Regions from separate parts of the Mus musculus genome. Here regions 2, 3 and 4 are each linked to region 1. A link is a contact called in public HiCAR-type and promoter capture Hi-C data. All regions are on one chromosome and are shown on one strand. The core of a region is the stretch at or near the end of the contact, and the rest is flanking DNA. Distances in the headings are between cores, read along the strand shown.

The links. Promoter capture Hi-C pulls out the DNA fragments that hold promoters and counts their contacts. HiCAR-type assays count read pairs that join an accessible place to other places.
Region 2: a promoter capture Hi-C map of liver shows a contact between it and region 1, with 2.3 times the contacts expected there. The contact joins the promoter of Lipe here to the promoter of Zfp850 in region 1. A contact is called at or near these places in 2 of 39 promoter capture datasets (liver and pre-B cells).
Region 3: a contact with region 1 is called in a promoter capture Hi-C map of cranial neural crest. The contact joins the promoter of Thap8 here to the promoter of Zfp850 in region 1. A contact is called at or near these places in 1 of 39 promoter capture datasets (cranial neural crest) and 1 of 9 other capture datasets (liver).
Region 4: a contact with region 1 is called in a HiCAR-type map of astrocytes, with 5 times the contacts expected there. The contact joins the promoter of Zfp566 here to the promoter of Zfp850 in region 1. A contact is called at or near these places in 1 of 39 promoter capture datasets (liver) and 1 of 115 datasets of contacts at active chromatin or transcription factors (astrocytes).

The regions. Positions count from the first base shown.
Region 1 is chr7:28,012,759-28,015,530 of GRCm38.p6, forward strand. Zfp850 (zinc finger protein 850) reads right to left here and starts at 1,357. Exons shown (of 6, transcript NM_001254951.1): 1 at 1,258-1,357.
Region 2 is chr7:25,388,696-25,391,467 of GRCm38.p6, forward strand. It overlaps Lipe (lipase, hormone sensitive), which reads right to left and starts at 1,417. Exons shown (of 10, transcript NM_001039507.2): 1 at 1,367-1,417. It also overlaps a transcript of 4732471J01Rik not described here.
Region 3 is chr7:30,278,739-30,281,510 of GRCm38.p6, forward strand. Thap8 (THAP domain containing 8) reads left to right here and starts at 1,356. Exons shown (of 3, transcript NR_144498.1): 1 at 1,356-1,742; 2 at 1,870-1,961. Wdr62 (WD repeat domain 62) reads right to left here and starts at 1,672. Exons shown (of 33, transcript NM_146186.4): 1 at 1,418-1,672. The coding sequence starts at 1,594.
Region 4 is chr7:30,089,073-30,091,844 of GRCm38.p6, forward strand. It overlaps Zfp566 (zinc finger protein 566), which reads right to left and starts at 1,438. Exons shown (of 4, transcript NM_152814.2): 1 at 1,216-1,438.

The DNA of each region.
Region 1 (2,772 bases), core at 107-2,606:
CTTGCTATGTGGACCAAGCTGACCCTGAACTCACAGTGATCCTCCTGCTTCTGCCTCTGAGATTAAATGTATACCACGAAGCCTAGCTTTTCTTTTTAAGTCACTTTCTTAAACATCCACCAGCAATCGCATTGTTTCTCACACTCCCTTGTCCTGCTGAACACTGAGTGGAATGAACCCAAGATGGCCTCACAGAGAACAACTAAAGCACACCAGGCCCTTAGGATATGGCGGCACTGCACTAACAGGCTTCACCACAGGCATCCTACGGTTCCTGACAGGCCTGGAGAGCCTGAGGGGACAGAACCAAGATTCCAACCCGATACCACAGATCCACACTCCACGATCAATCATGGCATTGCTCATCTGGATCTGGCCAACGTTACCCATTACACACACACACACACACACACACACACACACACACACACACTCAGAAAATCACTAGCTTTCAAAGATGCCAAATTCAGTGCTATCACTTTCCCACTGCCATAATCCTCACAGTGAACACATCATCTATCCCCGACATTCCTGGCCTGCTTTGAAAACAAGGCCTGTAAGGATCAAAGGATCGCATCTGATATGCGATGCCATCCAAATAGAAATCGATTTATAAAATCAGAGTTTGAGAGACCTAACGATAACCTCTGGAGGTTTCTACCTAGAACATCTTAGGAAAAGGGTGATTGTAGAGAAGAAAAGGCGGGGTTCATTGAAATGATAAGGTGAAGTGGAAAGGGAAGGGACAACGTTATGGGCCCCAGAGGTGAAGGTATCAATTTTCACGTTCCTCCTTCATTTACTGATAATTCCACGAGATCTCAGACTATATCCGAGAGCATCCTCACCGAGCATTTTCCTTCACGTCCCTCAACACTCTCATGGCTACAGCTCTGAGAAACTTCGGGTATTCAACCCAGAGCAGCCCTCCTAAGCGACCCTCGGAGGCACTTCCGGCCTTAAAAGCACCTCCCAAGCTCGTGTGTACCTCAGGGAAAGCTTCCCTTCAGACTCCGCACCTGACTTCTCCTTAGTGATGCTTAGCCCTCTGCTCCAACCCCTGTGGCCTTGAAAGAAAATGATAAGCACAGTGACACAGATGAGCAGAGAGCTCAAGGTGTGTATACACAGAGAGACGCGCGCGAGCGCGCGCCCACCCACCCACACAAACACACGCTCACACACGCTCACACACGCCCGTACGCGTCAACATCTCCATTCACCCTACACCAGCGCCCACACCGATACCCAGCCCACCTTACTCTGTGGAGACCGAAGCCAACCAGCAATTTCTTTGGACCAGAAAGATCAGACCTTCCGTGTTGGTGGCACCGGGATGCCAAAGACCCTTGGCGGCGTCCGGAGCTATGTGGAGCCTTCAAGAAGCCCGGCGTTTCCGAAAGGTCCCAGCATGCAACTTAGCCCGGCCCATCCGGGAACTGGGCCCAGTGGCTTGTGGGAGTTCCCACGGTGGGGGGGCAGGGGGCTCCCCATGCTTCGAGGGGAGGCTGCCTCCTGGGATCAAAACGGAGTTTGGTGTTCTGTGTCTACCTGATTTTCCCTCCTGTGGCGTGGACGGACGAGCGGAAATTTTAAAATTTAGAATAGGAAGTAGATCAGATCGGGACGGACGCTTTGCCTGAGTCCCACTCAGTGGGATTCCACTACGCTGTGCTCTGCTAGGGACTATGGTAAATTTGAAAAGACCGAACTAAAGAATTGGTTGGTTTCTAAAGTTGGGTAGTTTATATTAACGATTTCAAAGAGCCAGATATTCTGGACCCTTCCAGGGTTCGGTGTCCCTGTTGACTAGATAGAAAAAATTGAGTGACGACTACATCTGTATGTATCACCAGAACTGTGTTCAATAGGCAGTCATTTACCTCCTGTTGGAGGATGAATGACTAGCACGCGTTAAGTGTCCTAAAAAACAAAAAACTAAAAAACAAACAAAACACAAACCCAAAACATAGGCCTCTTTTTTATAGGATAGACACATTTATTGTAACTTGACACTATGGAACTTTCGAAACCACTTTTGTTTTTTCTCATGTTATACAAAGAACTTTTTCCAAACATGATAGAAAGAAATTGTGAAAAGGCTAAACAATCCTAGTAATAAAACTAATTGCATTAAATGTACTGTAAATTATGTAAATGCTAAAGTATAGGTGCCACATTAATTTGCAGATAAGTGTTAACTACAGAAAATGTGTTAAATATTCTAGCCGATTCAAAGTGACCATCCTCACAATAGTATTAAAAAAAAAAAAGACTTAAGTCAACTTTAAAATGGAGGCAGTTCTGGGGGCAAAGAGCATCGCCAGTACTAACAGCAATAACAGAGACAGCAAGTCATCAAGTGAAAATATCCTTGGCTGGGCGTGGTAGCACATGCATGTGACCCCAGCAATGAGGAGACACAGCCAGTGAATGTCTATGAGATGAGGCCACCAAGGACTATTTAGTGAAGACCTGTCTAAAAAACTAAAATAAACAGTATGCGTGTAATACCACACCTTCAAAACATGAGGGGAAACGTCCAATAGAGAAATAAGGAGAAACAGCCAAATCCAGCATTGCATACAAAAGTTTTCAGTCTCAATAACTGATAGAAGGAATCCAGAAAAGCAACAGGGCATAGATGATTTAGACAGCATCATCAGCTATGAATGCAGACAGAATAAAAATCAAGACAATTAAACTTTAATGGAATCAGGGGGCCTTGAAGGGAGGGTGTTCTTGTATACACACTCCTGGCAGAAATGCCCG
Region 2 (2,772 bases), core at 167-2,666, 2.6 Mb before region 1:
CAGGCCCAGGAGTCCATGCCCTTCCTCTCTTTCCCTAGGCCAACCAAGTATTCAAACCTAGGACCGTCCTTGCTGAGATGCAGGAGTCCAAAGCCGAGCCCTCTCCTTCCTCAGGTCTGTCCCAATCCTCCTGGAGACGCAGGGGCCTTCCATTATCTTCTCTCTCACACCTAGGAATTTATCTCCTTGTCTTCTAGAAGCCTGCGGCTGCATCCTCATCCTCTTTCTAGCAGCTGGGAGTCGAAGCCCTCAGACTGAGCAGACCCTGACTAGCTCCTCTTCAGAATTAGAAACCCACTGACCAGGTCTTTTGGCCTTCTTCCTGGATCTAGGAGTCCAATCTCCTGAGCCCTCTATTCCAGAGGCGGGCCCACCCTCTTCCTTCTTCCTTCCAGGTATTCAAGGGTGAACTCCTATCTTTGTTTACTGTCTTTGGACTTGTCCTTCTTGTTCTGGGAAATCGGGATGCTTAGCGGTTCTCCTTCTGAAGACCCACGCATTCAAGTCCCACTCCAAGTTTCCTTCTCAGTCTCCTGGGTTGCCTATAAGCCCTTCCCTTCTAACAATGGTTGGGAACGTTACTCCCTAAGACCAGCCATTACTATCGCCTAGGACTGCCCTCTATACCTAGCCCTCCTTCTGAGCCCTATCCACAATACCAGCCTCTCTGCACCAGGGACTCACTCCTGGTTACTTAAGCCTTCCCTCCTTGTTTTCCTGTAGGATTCCCTAAACCCAGCATCCCTTCTTTGGATGGTCTCCTAGCTTTCAGCCTTGCCCACCTGCCTTAGACTACACTGTTCCATTCTCCTGCCTGAAACAACAGTTCAAATAGCTAATAAATATTCATCTCTCTAGCCAAACCCATGCTACGGTTTAGATTGCCCACAAAGACCCTGGATGCACTGGTTCAGACATAGATTACAGGAGGGGAAACTAAGGATCATCAAAGAGCCAAAGGTTGTATGCATAATTACAGAGCCCACTTAATCACCGATTTCTAAGTCCAGAGTTCCTACATACAGAGCACTCCTCCTAGGACTCTGGAAGCTCAGCTTCTACTTGTCCTTCAAAGTCTGGCTCCATGCTTGGCTTGACTTCCCACATTCAGGGTCCTTTGTGATCTTCTTCCAGCGTCTCCTTGGGTATTCCTGCTATTTAGACTTGAATACCACATCTTGGATAAGTTGCCCTTGACACTTTGGTAGGGACATTACAACCTTCCTGAGTGATTCCCCCCACCCCCCTCTGGAAGTCTAGGGCCCTGCCTGGCTCCTGGATTTGCAACCCCTTGTTTCCCTAGAAGACAGTGTCTCCTCTCCCCTCCAGGCCCTGGGTTCTGTCTCTTGGTTGGGCCTGCACTCACCCCTCCCTGGCCTCTTCCGACTGGAGCTCCCCAAGCTGGCACAGCAGGTCTGTGGCTAGTGCCAGTAGCAGCCTGGGGCGATAAACTGGGGGAGGGACTAGTGGGGTAGGGTGTGGCCACTGCTTCACCTCCTATCCAGAAAGGATAGTGAGAACCACATGCTGTAAACAGAGCCCAGAGTTCAACTCCTTGCCCCTCCTGCCTGCTGGACAGGCAGCTCAACAGAGTCCTCCTGCTAGGTTCTTCCTCAGAGCCCTGGATCCCTGCCCTCTCAGCCCCTCCTTGCTTACACCAGGGAGCCCAGGCCCAGGCTCTCCTTGCTCAGACTCGGGGATCCAGTTCCAGTCTTCTCCCTTAGGACCCAGGAGTCCCAAGCTTTAGTCCTGAACACACTGTCCCCTCTCCCCCAGAAAGCTGTCCTCTCCTCTCCCCCAAGTGGATTCAGGGAGCCAAAGGCTCAGTTATGCCAATTCCCCCCCTCCCGACATTGGCCCTGGCACAGATGTCTCCAGCTGTTAGGGAAAAGAAGTGGCCAGCCCTGCTGTCCCCTCTGGGAGTCCAAAAGCCGATTAAGGGCATTACCAAACTCAGCTAGGGGCCTGAGTCACAGGCCCTCCTGGGTGCTATTCTTACATGTGCATCCTTGGCTTACCCGTAACTTCCGCAGCCCACCCTGCCGACAGTCCATGGGAGACCAAGGCTCAGATACTTTTGCAGGGTCTTCCGCAAACTCCTCACCTAGCCAGCTCTTTCTCACCCTCAGGCAGGCCTCAGCTCGTGGTGGTCGCTCCCTTACGTCTCCCCACCTCTAACGTCCACTCTCACTTACCCACTAAAGCTTATCTCAACCCCAGCACACTCGTACCTTTGCTTTTCTGTCTGTGTCCTCTAGGACGGACACAGATGGGTTTCTGTGGAGGCACAGGGCTCATAAAGTGCAGTATGACTGCTTAGAGCACAACATTACAAATGGCAATCAGCTGTGGGGCCTTCCAAAGAGCCTGCTGTACATGGGAGGCTGACAGGCAGCACATGTCTGCCTGTGGCCCTGGCCTGTCATATTGATGAAGGGAGAGGGTGGCCCCATGGCCCAGCACACTAGCAAATACATGAAGGGCAGAGGGCACGAAGTAGACTGAAGGCCAGAGGCAGTGGCTGGGAACCGGGGAGAGGGTTGCACCTTCCCAGGACTTGCAGACAGACAGCTGGACCAGACCCTCAGGGGTGGTTAAGCTAAGCAGCTGTTACAGTGGGATACTGGTCCAGGTCACTTGTTGGGTGATCCTAGGTTAGCTCTAAATTCTCCATCTGGAAGCTGCTGAGCCATTCTGCCCACCCAGGGTGGGTGGACTGCTTCATGAGCAGTCCCTCATGGGCTTTCCTCCTGGGAGTGGAACCCATGTGCT
Region 3 (2,772 bases), core at 106-2,605, 2.3 Mb after region 1:
GCTTGTAAGAAAACTCCAAGAAACCAAGCCAAGAATCTCATGATCTCAGTTTCTTCAAAAACACAGAACTGAATTGTTCCTGGTTTTGTGCCCCTCCAGGTGTAGGAGATAGGAGTGAGTCTATTTCAGATTATTCATTACACTAAGTATTGTTATTTCTTTATATGTCTCGATGGAAAAACATGTTTTTGCCATGTGTGTCACTTGTCCTTGTGACTCCTCTTAACCCTCAGGGTACAAACTGTCTGCTGCTCAGACTAAAGTTGGCTACTACAGGAGACTTTAGCTTGCCTCATTTATGACTCCATTCTCCCAGGTCCCACTGCCTCTAGACTAGTAGCCAATAGCTCCGTAGGTAAAAGCCCTTGGGGCCAAAGCTGACTCTGGGAGAATGAACTCTCAAAAGTTGACCTCAGCCAGTCTGGTCTACACAGCCAGTTCCAGGTCAGCCAAGGCTACACGGAGAAACCCTGACCAAAAAAAAAAAAAAAAAAAGTTTTACTAATAGCATTCCTTCTACCCAAAGTCATTTCTTTCTGTGACTCAAATTTTGTGGAACTGTTTTGTACACCCTGCTCCCCAGGCAGCAGTGCTAAGATTTTTACATTCTCCATAATTTTAAGCCGTAAGTAGATAAAAATCAGTTCTAGTGAAGGAACAGGAAAGAAATCAGGAACAGAAAAAGGAAGGAAGACCAAGAAATGTTACGCAAATAAGCCAGGCAAGTACTCCGGAGGCAGAAAGGTAGATCTCAGAGCTCACAGCCAGCCTGCTGGTCTACAGAATGAATTCAGTCACAAAGAAATCCTGTCTCAAAAGGAAAAAACAAACAACAAAAACAAAAAACAAAAAAACCACAACAATATAACAACAACAACAAAACCCACAACAATATAACAACAACAAAACCAGGGGAATGTTAACCAAATAGGGGCCTGGAAGAGCACACCTTACCCCGAGGCGCTACAGAGGAGGCGTGGCAAGAGCCAACAGGCCAGCCTCTCGCTCAGACTCCGATACAGCACACTGGTGGCTGCAGTGGTCCCCAGCCCTATTCCAATAAAATCAAAGACACACTGGAATGAAAGGGATAAGTGTCTTAGGTCACTCACTGAACAGTAAAGTGATATTAGAGATGATTTGTAAATGCAAAACCATTTCCCGGGAGTTAGAACTAAAATAAAGCAATGTGCCAACTCTAAGTGGAGCCAGAAAGATGGGCAGCACCAAACCCTGAAGCCAGCAGGAACGCAGGGGGAAAGCCTCTGCCAAGGGGGCGGGGCTTCCGGACCAGGCGGGCCTGGGAAGCCGCCTGAGGGAGCAAATAAAGAAGCGATGGGAGGGACCGAGGCCCCGAGGCGGGACCAAGGTGGCAGAGAAGCCCGGAGTTGGGTAAACAGGACGACCAGCCTCTCACCCGGTTCTGCACAGTGTCCTCGGGAGCCGCCGCGAGTCGCGTCCGCCGCCGGAGGCAGAGCGGTGGGGCAGGAGGCGGGGAGGACTGGTTTCTCCGCGCCGGAACTCCCGCCATGACAGAGGACAGCTTTTCTATCGTGTCACTCCGCGTATAACCTCCGGCCGCTAAGGCAGCCATCATGCTGTCGGAGACCAGTGTCCGTTACGCTTCTTAACAGCCGCCTGTAGCCAGCACCCACTCGAATAGCGAATGGCCGCGGGAAAGCCGGCGCCACCGCCCATTGGACGCAGCCGGCACCCCGGCTGGCCAATCACAAAGCTTCCGGGTAGGCTCATTGCCCAATGGGAGATAAGAGGCGGAGCTAAAGGAAGGTGGGGCCAGGGCCTGTCTATTTCACTGCTTACTGAGTCTGGCTGGGTTTCTCTACTAACCTGTGCTTTCTCTGTTCATAGACACACAGCTTTTAACTTTGATGGAGCTCATCCTGTCTTTTGCAACAGTCCCGGGAAGTTATTCAAGCTGTACCAGTCTCATGGATATAGGGGTAGGGTGAAGCCAAAGAGCCGTGGGCTTGGGGTCGGGAACAACACCGCCCTACTCTTGCCTATACAAATAGTGAGGTTTAGGATTGCGAAGATTGTAGCCAGCTGCTCTCCATCCCGTGATTGGGGCGTAGCCGCGGTAGCACGAGGAACATTTTGTACGCATGCGCCCTCAGTTTCCCCTGTCACGTGTTGCAGTGTTGCTCTTCCCTGGGATGACGTGAGGCGGATGGATTGCTCGGGGACCCGGACAGGGTTTGGCCCAGACTCAAGTGTTATTGCTGACTGGGCAGGACTGGCCAGGGTAGGACAGCTACACATAAGTACATTAGGGCTCCAACACTTTGGGGCGCCTGGGCAGGGACAATTGGCCTGGGAGATTCGAACATGGGGCGTGGCCCTGGGAGGGGCGGGGTTGGTCCAGCTTTGAGTCTTGGGAGCTACTGCTATGAAGCTGTAGATAGTTCATTGCTACCTTGGGAGCGGAAGGGGTGAGAGGGATGTGCACACACATCATTCTCCCTGTTCATTTTTTGGCTTATTTTTCTCTTTAAACGGTTTTCTGGGGCATCACAGGTTGAGGTATGCAACGGTGTCCCCACCACTAGAATGTCAGCCCCTCCCTGAAGCCAACAAATTTTATCCCATTTCCTGTTATTCCTAGGTTGCTAGACTAATGCCTAACACATACTATTGTCCATCAAATGTTTGTTGGAAGGGTTTGATTTTTAGCCCAGAAGTCTGTTGGGGTTTGGGAAGCGTCGCACAAACCGCTTAAAAACCGATCTCAGTTAAACAGGACTGGTTTATTGA
Region 4 (2,772 bases), core at 188-2,687, 2.1 Mb after region 1:
GTGCAGGGATAAATATGGAGCAGAGACTGAGGGAACAGTCATCCAATGACTGCCCCAACTTGAGACCCATCCCATGTGAGAGAAACTAATTAACTCTACTAATGATACTCTTGTGCTTGCAGACAGCAGCCTAGCATAACTGTCTCCTGAGAGACTTCACCCAGCAGTGGATGGAGGCAGATGCAGAGAGCCACACTCATCAGGTGGAGCTTGGGGAGTCTTGTGGAAGAGTATGGGATAGAAGTGAGCAAGCCAGAGGGGTCAAGGATACCACAAGAAGACCCAGAGTCAACTGACCTGGGAGCATGGAGGTTCACAGAGCCTGGGTCACCAACCAGGGAGCATGGAAGAGCTGGACCTAAGCACACTCCCCACCCCACGCCTACACGTTTGTAGCAAGTGTGAGCTTGGTGTTTATGTGGGTCCCCCTAAGAAGTGGAGCGGGGGTTGTCTCCATCTCTGTTCCCTGTCATTGGATCACCCCCTACTTCGACTGCCTGATTGTGCTTCCTAGACCTGCTGGGACTAGGTGCCCCAGGGAGGGGTGGTACCCAGAGGGACTCTCCTGCCCAGAGGACAAGGTAAGGGGGAGATGGAGGGAGGGATTTGTAAGGGTAGGACTGGGAAGCGAGGAAGGAGGGTGGCTGAGATTAGGATGTAAAGTGAATTTTTAAAAGTAAACATTAAAAACAGTTGGAAATACTCATATGGCTACCCTTAATAGTCGAGATGTATAAATGCTTCAGATCCTGAAATATCAAACAGCACAAAGACTCAGTTAAGCCGCTATCCCACTTAACACGGGGAAGTCCTACACAGCTGTCCAAATAAACAAAGTAAAAGACAAAGAAAAGCATGATAGCTCACAAATGAACCTCTAAAATGAGCAAAGGCTAAAGAAGAATGCACGCAAGATACACATTCAAAACTTCACACTCACAACCCACACACAGACCCACAACAGAGACACTCGGCTATCGGAAACCTACCTACGAGAAGACAGGACTACCTACTAGGGGCTCAAAAAGTAACTTAAGCACAACTTCACTTTTACCACACAGAATCCACAGGTATCTGCGCCTGCACTGTGCTGCACGTGGTCACAACATCACACAGTCGCACGCCCCTACAGAGACAGAACACTCACCCAGTCAGCAGCTCTCCACATCCACACACAATGCCGCACGTGTCCCCAGCTCGCTCCCTCCCACTCACCAAGGGGTGGTGGCCGCCACGGTGTTAGCAGAAACTGATGCTCATCACCAGTCCAGCCCCTTAGCGCCGCGATCACTGTTCACAAATTAGCCGCACAATTCCGACTCCTCTGCCGCACAAAGCCCAGCCTCGGCGTTCGCCCCGCCTCCTCCCGGGTTCCGCACCAAAGGCCTTCCTTGCAAGCTGCCAAAGCCCTGCAATCCTTCAGTGCACCTCCCCTCTTGCCAGCAAAGCTCTGAAGTCACGCCAGGCGCGTGATCTTCCCGCGAGAAGCCAGGGAGCCCTCTGGGAAATGTAGTCAGTCCGAGGGAACGCGGCAGACAAGATGGCTCCCGATGGGCGGGGCTTCTAACGGTCCCTCAGTGTGGTGGACGAGCGGAGGACACCCCAAATAGAAACGCATCCTCAGGATACATGGAACCCTATATCAGCTTCCACTACTGCATTTAAAATCATTCAAAAAAGTTAGGAATCTGTTGATTTCCCGGACTTTTGGTATTATCTGTAGAGGATAGACTGCATCAGGAAAGGGGCGGAGAACTGGTAGGGGGCGGAGTGTGATTTGCATAGTAAGCATAATCATGCGGCTGAGACTTCTAGTAATATAATTCAGTGCAATACGAAAAAAAATATATTGAAGGGGGAAAGTTATCTCAATTTCTCAGAGAGCTAAGCCTTTGCTTGGCCACCTCTAGCGGCCGAGTTTCCCCCCGCCCCAGAAGTGTGCAGGAACAGATCTCCTCCGCAGATGTGTGACTTGTTCTGGACATGCATTTGGCTTGGTACTCATTAGCAGGTCCTGTAGGTTGAAAGGGTGGATACCAGGACCACACCTTGGATTCCCACATGCTTCTAATGCTAGCCCGCAGGAGGAGCAGGAGGATCAGGGTCATCCCTGGCTACTGAGAGGTAGTTACATTAAAAACTACAGTGGAACACTTGGAGAAAGCATCTTCCTTTGAAGTGATTTCCATAACCAATAAATATACCTAGTCCAGGAGATAACAAGTCAGTCGGTCTGAAAAAGACATTAAAGTTGGGGCTAGAGAGATGACTCAGCGATTAAGAGCACTGGCTTCTCTTCCAGAGGACCTGAGTTCAATACCCAGCCACCACATAGTGGCTCACAATCATCTATAAGAGGATATGATGCCCTCTTCTGGCCTACAGATGTATATGCAGCAGAGCACTCACATTAAATCTTTTAAAACGACATTGAAGTTAAAAGACTACATCTCTGTATAAATCAAGATTTTCTCTTCAGAAAATAGGGACAACACGGCTTACCTCACTTCTCTGTTAATTGCAAAGCTGCCACAGTCCTAACGAAATAGATACTATAAAGACATGAAGATCTTATAAGGATATGAAGTTACCCAGAATAGAATGGAGCTGAGGGAGAGCTGCCGGTAGACTACCCCAATGATAACGGGTATACTAACCAGGCATGTTAGAGGGAAGTGAAGTTTGGGATTGCTGGGTGCGGAGATTTGAATGAGCTGGCTCATAGGCTCATACATTTGAATGCTTAGTCATTAGTTTATGGAACTGCCTGGG